Linked DNA regions of Mus musculus: region 2 is linked to region 1. The links are chromatin contacts, called in public Hi-C maps. All regions are on one chromosome and are shown on one strand. Each heading gives the region's core, a stretch centred on a gene start, on an enhancer-like site or on the middle of the called end of the contact. The rest is flanking DNA. Distances are from core to core; before and after follow the strand shown. Region 1 overlaps Arhgap24 (Rho GTPase activating protein 24). Region 2 overlaps Arhgap24 (Rho GTPase activating protein 24).

The links. A called contact is a pair of places that touch in the nucleus more often than the background predicts.
Region 2: a Hi-C map of muscle stem cells shows a contact between it and region 1, with 4 times the contacts expected there. The contact joins two enhancer-like sites. A contact is called at or near these places in 21 of 484 Hi-C or Micro-C datasets (ECoMG-derived neutrophils, Sertoli cells, adipose-derived mesenchymal stem cells and 13 more) and 1 of 115 datasets of contacts at active chromatin or transcription factors (fibro-adipogenic progenitors).

Annotation. Positions count from the first base shown.
Region 1 is chr5:102,574,173-102,579,250 of GRCm38.p6, forward strand. All of the region lies in intron 2 of Arhgap24 (Rho GTPase activating protein 24), which reads left to right. Among named protein-coding and RNA genes, the nearest start is that of Gm30396, 55 kb to the right of the region's middle. Within about 2 kb of position 2,764, at least 43 of the 459 cell types and tissues checked have an H3K27ac peak or open chromatin away from gene starts, as enhancers often do. A contact at or near this core is called in muscle stem cells, where this site is marked.
Region 2 is chr5:102,690,493-102,695,570 of GRCm38.p6, forward strand. All of the region lies in intron 3 of Arhgap24 (Rho GTPase activating protein 24), which reads left to right. Among named protein-coding and RNA genes, the nearest start is that of Gm30396, 62 kb to the left of the region's middle. Within about 2 kb of position 2,184, at least 14 of the 459 cell types and tissues checked have an H3K27ac peak or open chromatin away from gene starts, as enhancers often do. A contact at or near this core is called in muscle stem cells, where this site is marked.

The DNA of each region.
Region 1 (5,078 bases), core at 1,514-4,013:
CTTTTTAACTCAGAAATAATATAATAGTATATATCAAAATGTATTATGAGTTTGACTTCATGTGAAGAACTGTACAGTGAAAGCAAACAGAAGAGGAATTTAGTGATGAGTGTGATGTTCAGCCTGTACTGGCTGCTGGGTGGTTCCTTCTCAGTACTGAGAGTCTGGGAGGCCAGGGGCTAAAAGGTGAGCTCTCTTCTGCCATGGCAAGTTCAGGCGTGCTTTTCTGGTTTTATTCTAAATTCTTCTGTTTTCGACAAAAGGAGTTTTTACCTTTGGTTCCAAACTACTGATTATAGAGAAAAACCTTGAGATGTTTGTCCTGAGATGATGTTGAGAAAACCATCTTTGACTTAGCACGCCTACCTGACTGCAACAGTCTGCTCCGTGTCAATGCCTGATAGTTGAGAATATTGTATGAGGCCCACCTTAAGTGACATTCATGAGTGGACATACTGGCTTCTTAGATGTACTGGCTCATTTCCTTTATTCCAGTATTGGCTACTACAAGTGGATAAAAATAAACTGTTTAATCTTTTGAAGCAAATGAATTTTTTTTATTCTGTTGAAACTAAATTTTAATAGTCAATTAACAGAGCCTTTCACCATATTATCCAGGGAGCTAAAAATTCACATAATAAATGAGCTTTGCTAGATGTTACTTATTTGCAGTGATAAAGATTTAAGAATGTACAGAGGTGGTTGGGCACCCAGGGAATCTCTCTGTGTGGGGACCATTCCCCTCGGGACACCTCTCTGCTGCATCTCTCTGTGTGGGGACCGTTCCCCTTAGGACACCTATCTGCTGCATCTCTCTGTGTGGGGACCGTTCCCCTTGGGACACCTCTCTGCTGCATCTCTCTGTGTGGGGACCATTCCCCTCGGGACACCTATCTGCTGCATCTCTCTGTGTGGGGACCGTTCCCCTTGGGACACCTATCTGCTGCTGATTGTTGGAGCTTACATGGGATTTAATAGCTCTCCCATATATTAACCTCCTTTGATATCAATTTAGACATGTCTTTTGTTGTGTTTCTTCAGGGCATCCTTATAAAGATCATTTAAGGAACAAATATCTCTTGTTAACAATATTATGTTTCTGAAGAAGAAAAAAGAAAGTAGTGGGGAAAAATGTAAGATCATCAGAATGTTGCTGATCTCATTTTCAGATGATGGTAAGCCACAGATGCTGGAAAACTCAGTGTAGGCAAAGGGTAGAGATGGTCTGCTCACTCAGTCACTCTTTCTTTAATCTTCGTATCCATCTGGTGGTGCTGACATTTGTGAGATTAGCAGCTCATTGCTGTGCAAGTGCTAATAGCGCTGAGAGTTCAGCATCTGAGACAGACAGAAGCACTTGAGACAGACACACAGAATGCCAAGTACTACTAGGGAGAGTGCGTTCTGAGGCTAAGAGGGCTCCTTTTTAGTCCTTCCTTTTATTGAAAATTGATTTTGTTCTCATACGATTTATCCTGCTTACAGTTTCCCTCTACTCCTCCCAGTTCCTCCCCACCTCACCTCCACTCTGGATCCACTCCCTTTTTCTTTCTTATTAGAAAAGAGCAGGCTTCTAAGAGAGAACAGGAAAACAGGACAAAATAAAATATAGTAAGATTTAAAAAAAAAAAAGCCACCACATTGAGGCTGGACAAGACAACTCAACAGAAGGAAAAGAGCCTTAAGAGCAAGCACAAGAATCAGAGACCCACTCGTTCACACATTCAGGAGTCTCATAAAAATACTAAGCTGAAATCTTTAATGTGTACACAGAAGACCTGGTGGCGAGTTGAGTAGACCCTGTACTTGACACTTCAGCCTCTGTAAGTTCATATAAGCCTTGCTCGGTTGACTCAGAGGGCCTTGTTCAAGAGAAGAACTCCTGAGACACAGATGTGACTTAAATCGGAAGATAGGCTGTGTTCACTGAGGAGATGGTATTTGTATAGAGATGTTAGCAAATGCTGTAAATCTGAGGAGACATGGCAGGGGCAGGAAGCTGTTGGCATTGAACTGTTCACAAAGAAGAGACAGTGTAGAACATCTCAGATGCAAGGTGTTAGTAAAAGCAGACTGGGATCACGGGGGCAGGGACAGAGCAGTGTGAGCTAGTTTTGGAAAAACTTGTACAGATACCCCATGTAAAATAAAGTTGCTCATTATTTTGATATCGATAGGAAGCTGTCATGACACAGATATCAGTTTGACAGTTTGAAATTTTTTCACTGTTTGAGAAAGAAGAAGGGCCTCCAGTGTAGTTGTGAGATGATTTGGGAAGGTTATACAGGTATCAAGTAGTGGTGCTAGGCTAAACCACATAGGTGCTAGCTTAGATGCAATGAAGACGCCTGAATCTGTGTCCAAGCAAAGAAAAGAGGTCACACTACACAGGGATGGGTTCATTTCAGGACTGAAAGAGAGAGGCGTGGGAACCTGCTGGCTCAGCATCCTGTATTCTTGGAGGTAGAATATCATAGAAAAGCCAGTTATTTCGCTTTTCAAGGCCAGATGACTAGAACACTGGAGAAAGATGGAGTAGGCTCCCTGAGTCTATGAAGTATTCAGACAAGGTTTCCATCATTGATGTTGAGTTTGCATGAGGTCAACAGCAGAGTACATTGGGCACACAAGGATGCTTGCTCGTGTTGACCGCTGTGAGTCAGTAACTCTCATGACTATTGTGACCCGTAGAACAAGACACTGCTCTAGACTCCAACAGCTGATGATGTCATGACTGGATTGGAACTTGGGGTTTCCTGTTTTCCAGTAACCAACACAGATGACTCATTAGGTCTGAATGAGATGCTTAGGAATGGGGTGCAAACAGTGACTCCTCACAGCTGGCTGAGGTGGGAGGCAGCTCCCCAGCCTGCTCTATATCTTCCCTGTCATATTCATCCTTAGCAGACAAGCACTGAGGAAGAAAAAACCCATGTTTATGATGTTGGAAAAGATATGTATATGAGACAACTCATTAAAGAATTACCCGTGGTCAGTAAATATGTGAAAGATTCTTTTATGATAAATAAACTTGACATGGCTGATGGTAGCCATCATAGCCAGAAATAGAGGACTCATGAGTCAAGTTCTATTTGTATATTGGAACACTAAGAAACCACGGAAATGTTCTTGTATATGAATAGCTAATAAGAAATGTATTTTTAGTTAAAAAAAAAGCTGCGTATATTCCCTGACACTCGATTTTAATTATATTTAGATATTGGATGTATGTCTATGTGTGAAGAAGTGAGGCTGAAAATATATCCCAAAGTGTTAAGAGATTACTTCATCAGACGATAGTTGATTTTGATTCATTCCTTTTTATGTTTCACTTTTTTCATGTGCTCTGTAATAAACACATATTATTTTGTCAAAATAAAGTGATTGACATGATAAGTGATTTCCTCGTGAAAATGTATACTTTAATTCTACCACTTGGCATAAGTCAGGCAGTGCATTGCCCTTATCTAATACAGTGTTTAAGTAAGAATGTCTCAGGAGGCCCCAGGTTCTGTCTTCCCACCTCCAGAGCTAGTTCCCACTCTACGAGTGCCTTTTCTTCACCAACTGCCTCTGTTTCCATCACATACAACACCACAAGGATAGTGTTTGAGAACACTTCTTGTTTTTAAAGCCGAGGATTACAGCACACACACTAAAATCCCATCTAACACACACACACACACACACACACACACACACACACACACACACACACACATATATATACTGTGTGGTGGAGAACAGCATAGTCAGCCGAGCTGACAGCTGTGTTTATCTGAGTAATGAGATTACATTTGGGGCATTTCAGTTCCCTTCTCTGGGATTTTCTGTGTTTTTCTAAATTTCTACAAGAGCCACTCACCAAGTTCAGCACAACAGGAAAAATACACATTATTTCACAAAGGTCAGAGGGGTAGAGAGAGCTGGAAGAGGAGAATGAATCCGAGTGTTTACGGACCTGGGATCTCTGTGGAATCCGTCAAGCATTCATCTTTGTTATTTACAGCAGCTGGCCTTTCCTAAGTCTCCTTGGGAACTCCCTCCTCTTGCTGCAGTACTTTCAGACACATGGAAAAATCAAAACTTCCAGGAGGTTGAATGCGAGCTCAGGTACTAAGGGCAGGTGCAAGAGCATTCCTCAAGTATTAGCTGTGGGCGAGCATCTTAGGAAACAGTTCACACTCTCTGGCCATATGGCCTCACAGAGGCTGTTAGGATATCTCTGGCCATCTCTGTTAAGGTCTACGAGAAGGAGAGTAAGATGAAATTTTCCAAGCTTGAGTCTGGAATCTATCACCAATGAGCTTGGAAACTTGAGCAAGTCTGAGTCTTTATATTTAGTGATCCACTCATTCGTCGTTCGGCAAACTAACCCGGAGAACAAGATACTGTGCAGTCTTTGTCACTAGCCTCAAGTACAGCCCAGTGAGTAAACAAGTTACTCTCATGGAGGCAGAACAAGGCTGTGCTATGTGTGTGAGCATGTAATGCCAGAGAGGAGGGAGAGGAGTGGGGGAAAGACAGACTGATGTACAGGAGGGCACGGGGCAGACAAAGGCTGGCTTATTAATTGCCAGACATTCTCCGACACACGACAGGAAGCACCTGAAGACTGAGAGGCAGCCTAGTCACCATGCTGCTTCCGTCACCACTGTTAGAAGCACACCAAGGGGCTTTGCACCGGTGGAGGGGTGCCTATAGTTTTGTGGAAAGTTTGCCTTTGTGAAAAAAGGACTGATATTCCTTTTGTCTATTGTAGGGCATTCTCCTCCTGGGTGTAAACATTCCCTGTAGTGTGTGGTGTTTCCACACCCAAGCCCCTTCATGTCCCTTTGCTCAGGTGATTCTACATGAAATTGTAATTTAGTAAAAACAAAAGACATGATCAAGAACCGGGCATGGTGGCACATGCCTTTAATCCCAGCACTCAGGAGGCAGAGGCAGGCGGATTTCTGAGTTCGAGGCCAGCCTGGTCTACAAAGTGAGTTCCAGGACAGTCAGAGCTATACAGAGAAACCCTGTCTCGAAAAACAAACAAACAAACAAACAAACAAACACAACAAAAAGGACATGGT
Region 2 (5,078 bases), core at 934-3,433, 120 kb after region 1:
GTTAATTCCACACCATACTTAAATGTGGGTGTGAGTTTAAAATAAGGTACCATTTTGGTTAAAATAGCTGTCACGATCAACTAAAGTATCTCAGTGTCCAGTAAAGGGAGAAAAAGGAGAGAGGCTTAAAAATGTAAGTGTTTATTTGGTACCTGTTAGCATGCTACCTGATATGGAAACCATGAGAAGTGAATAAAACATAGCCGCTGTTGCCATGAATATCTGAATAACGATCTAGCTGGCCACAGAACACCAGTGTAAGTATAAAACATGCTGGGCTGTTCTCTGAAGCAGCATCCTGAAGGAGTAGTTTAGAAGGATATTTCCCATCAATTCCACAGCTTATCCCAATGCCCAGCCAGCTTCAAGGCTTGATGCTCTGATACTGACTTTCCCAAATGCAGATCCTTCCCTTGGAGACTGAGAATCTTAGAAAATCAACAAACCAACAAATGGACACAATTACATGCAAAGGACACATTGGCTTGCAAGCAAAACCTAGGGCAGTTTTGTGGGCTTGTTTTGTCTTCCTATTGTCTTGGAGATTTTCCAGGGTGGTTGAAAGGGTGCAGCTGGAGCAGTGATATAAGTGCTGTTGGGTTTGCACTGTGTATATTGCTCAAGTGGTCAAATGAGGGGATTAGCAACCAGGTGCCCAGTTTGCAGGAATAGACAGGCTCACCTAGAACACCCACTTTGTCAAAGAATTTTCCCTTCGTGATTCAGATCCTAATCTGTGTAATGCAGCCCCACACTCCCTATCTTCTATGCTTCAGATTCAGCCATCCATCCTGTAGACCCACTAATCAGTTCCTGAGCCATCCAGACATCCTGTAGACCCACTAATCAGTTCCTGAGCCATCCAGCCATCCTTTAGGCCCACTAATCAGTTCCTGAGCCATCCATCCTCTAGACCCACTAATCAGTTCCTGAGCCATCCATCCTCTAGACCCACTAATCAGTTCCTGAGCCATCCAGCCATCCTCTAGGCCCACTAATCAGTTCCTGAGCCATCCATCCTGTAGACCCACTAATCAGTTCCTGAGCCATCCATCCTCTAGACCCACGAATCAGTTCCCAAGCCATCCACACATCCTATAGACTCACTAATCAGTTCATGTGTCATCCATCCTATAGACCTACTGATCAGTTCTGAGCCATCCAGCCATCCTGTAGATCTACTAATAAATTCCTGAGACATCCAGCCATCCTGTAGACCCACTAATCAGTTCTCAAACCATCCTGTAGATCCATTAATCAATTCCTGAACCATTCAATTTCAAGAGCTGCATTTTTTCTTGTGATATTTGTTTTGACTGTTTTTCTTCATCCCTTATAAAACTTTATTTTTAAAAACTATCCATCTTGTGCCCTAACTTCTATCTGAACTGTAGAGTAGGTAAGCTATTCTCTGTTAGGAAGTGACCTGGTTTGGGACAGCACTCAGGTTGTTGGTCTGTTTCTTTGAAAATACAGAAATGATAGTCTTCACAAACCTTGTTTCCATCTGATCAGATCAAGGTTGCGCATCTTTGCCAGTGGGTACAAATGGCCATGTCACAGCTGCGGCTTCCCCTCACTTAAATCCACCCTGCTCAGCATTAGAAACTGTCCTTCTGCTTTCAATGACATGCCTGAAGCAACAAGCAAATCCACCTCTGATGTAAGCATTTTAACTTTGCTAGGTCTCACCACGAGTTTGAGTTTCACTTTGATCTCAAATCATGACACTATTAAATTTTTTCCAAGGACAATGGATCTAATGCACATCTCCTAAGAGAAAAATAAAATGTCTGAGAGGCAGTCTCAGCAACTACTTTTTGTACCGGGACTGAGAAAAGCAAAGCATTGAGGACACATCAAACAAAAAAGAAAAACAGAACCCGCTATGTCATGACCTTACAGTAGCCCAGGATTGAGCCATACTCAAAGCTGGAGTTTAGTTTAAAACAGAATCATTTTTAGTGGTTTTTAAAAAATCATCAGAATACAACAGTCTATAGAAACAGTGCTTGAAGGAGTAGAGAGGATGTTTGTTAAAGGAATGGTGTTGTAATATGTTGTGAGGTACTCAAAGGTAGGAACAATAAACTAGGTATCCTTACTAAGATAACTGGACTCACCGAGATGCTCCATTTCTTTGGATGCCTGGGTTGTGAGAATGTGGAACACAGTACAGAATGCACGTCAACACTGCCCTCTACAGGTCTCAGAAGCAGTTACTTGCCTTAGCCTCTAAATGGCTGGATTTAAAGGCATGCTTGCATGAAAAGACTCAAACTGATGAGTGTTTTAGCTGTTAGGTACCCCGGGCCATCTCTATATCTCTGCACTAAGACAGCAGTTACACAAATCCTCGATGCTTCTAGGAACATATGATGTTGAGAGTTCTTAAAAGAATTTTATCTTGTGGTCCACTAGGAATGAAGACATGCTTTGCTGGAGTGACAGTGACAGAGAAGCTATGGGATATGTGAGGTCTGCCTGGATGCTCTAACATAGATAGCAGCAGTGTGGCTCTGATGTTTTCCTGTTATAGAGAAAATATAGTAAGATTGCTGGCCCCATAATAAAATCTAGAGAGTAGAAGGATATGCCATCCAGCCTAGAAGAGTAGCCAAATATTAGGGCTTCTTAGATGGAAGATGGGTGTTTTTATAAATTGTGGGTGTCTGTGACAAGCAATAAGAAATGAAGGATCATATAATTTAAGGTAGGAAAACTTCAAAAATGACTGGCTTGAAAAGAAAAGTTTCTGGAGAAAGAAACTTGTTTGACCTCACAAGTGTGAGAGAAAAAGGCCAAAGCCTCCCAGTGCACACAGCAAAACCTAAATGGGGTCAAGGTCAGAACTGCACAATGGTGTGGAACTTGTTGGTACTCAAACTTGCTTAATCATGAAGAGGAAAGAGCAGCTGTGTAAACACTGTGTTAGTGTTTGCTGGTATTTGGCCGTAATCTGAGGAGCAAGGCCTCAGATGTATGTTGTTTGTGTGAACACGTGGGCTATGGAGAAACAGAGATGTCAACTCCTACCTACATTAGGATACTGGATATAAGTGGTACTGAGGAGAGTAGGGGGAGATGGCTCAGTCCCTAATGTGATTGTCACACAACCGTGTGGACCTGAGTTTGGATCCCACTACCTATGCTTAAAAAGCCAGGTGTGGAGGCACAGGACATGAACTCCAGTGTGGAAGGAGGGCTGTGTGGGTAGATGGGGGTAGGTAGAGGTAAGAGGGTTATGGGACTCAGGAGCTCATTGCCTACCCAGTCTAGGCAATCAGTGATCTCCAGGTTCAGTGATACACTCTGTCTCAAAAGTTAAGCTGAGGAAGACATACTGTTGATCTCTGACCTCCCTCTATGTACCTCTATGTGTGTCCACCATCAAGGACACTTATATACACTTACATTCACCACACACAATGCACACAGAGTAGTAGACTGTATTAGAGAGGCAGTTACAGAAGGAGGAAGTCCTTCTGAAGTGCTCAGTGAAGTTACCACCAAGTCTCAGGAGAAGACAGCCACTCGCCAACAGCTCCCTGGTGGTAGGAGATGTCTTGGTTTCTTTCCTCTATGTAGTCACCTGACTGTCTTAGTCAACAGGGTGTGGTATGGTAACCGACAGCACTGCAGACATCATAGCCCTCTGACCACAGACAGATACTGAAGATCTCTTAGTAGTAGCCAACGCTTCTTGAATGAGGAATGACACATAAATGAAATGCCATTCCTATAGCCAAACAGATGTAGCATCAGTTAAGAATCAAATAGTAAGAAAAAAAGATTTAATGTGCGGCTTCAGATTATGTTCTAAATGTGGATTTTGAGGAGGTTTCTTTAATTCTTGTTCTGTGGACAACTTCAGTTCAAGTTGGCATTAAAAATGTTAGTCATTGCTTGGAACTCAACAAAGTTTGTGTATGCCCAGTGTCATATGTGCCATAAATTTATGTCCTTCTGTGAGCCGCATTTACTTACTTCTAAGGGAAAATCAAGGGTTTGCAGGCTGGAAGCCATCTGTCCACTGCACATCTGTGAGCTGTAACTAAGGGCTCAGGAGATGGATCTGTGGGTGGATAAACTGCTTGCTGCACAAATGTGAAGACAGGAGCTCAGATTCCCAGAACCCAAGGAAACTGGATGTCATCGCACATGTCTGTAATCCCACTGCCTCTTCAGTGAGATGGAAGGCAGGGACAGGAGAATCCTATCCCGGGAAGCTCACAGGCTTCATGTATGCCACAGTAAACAAGACCATAGAAAGGAAGGTAAGGATTTATAACAGAGGCTACCCTCTAACTTCTACACGTGTGCCATAGAATGCCCATATACCCCCCACATGAACATATCCATTCTATAAGCACATCTCATGTGTATGTGTAATAAAATGGTAAAAATGCTTTAAAGGAAAATTACTACTAATGGTGGTGGCAGTCATGGAATAGAGATACTAAATGTTCTAGGTACTTTTCTGTCAATGTTATCAAATATGGTGACAAAAAGCACCTTGGGGGAGAAGGACTTTGTTTTAGTTTATAGCTCCACATGTATGGAGTCCATCATGGTTTGGGAGACATAGCAACAGGCAAGAAAAGCATAGTGACAGGCACAGGGAACTGGGTGATTGCAATTCATCCACATACAGGAAGGAGCAAGGGCAGGAATAGAAAGAGGGGGGCATATGGATGGATGGGCGGAGGGAAGGAGGAAAGGAGAGGGAGGAAGGGAGGGAAGGAGATGAGGGACTAGGCCCAAAACATTTAAAGTAAGTCTTTGACATACTTCCCCCAACAAAGACCCACCTCATAAAATACCAGAACCTTCCAAATCAGCACCGCTAACTGGGAGCAAGTATTCAAACACACGAGCCTGTGGAGGACATCTCTCATTCAAACCATCACAGTAAAGAGTGTTTGGATCTGCTGAACTTTTGAGAGACTTTCATCAGATTGTGAAACTATCCACTCCTCTAAATTGTTGTTTGATAAACCATTTCCCACAAATACAACTTTAGCACTGAGTTGGGGCGAGTGGTATTGAGAAGTGCATTCAGAGCAGACCACCTGAGG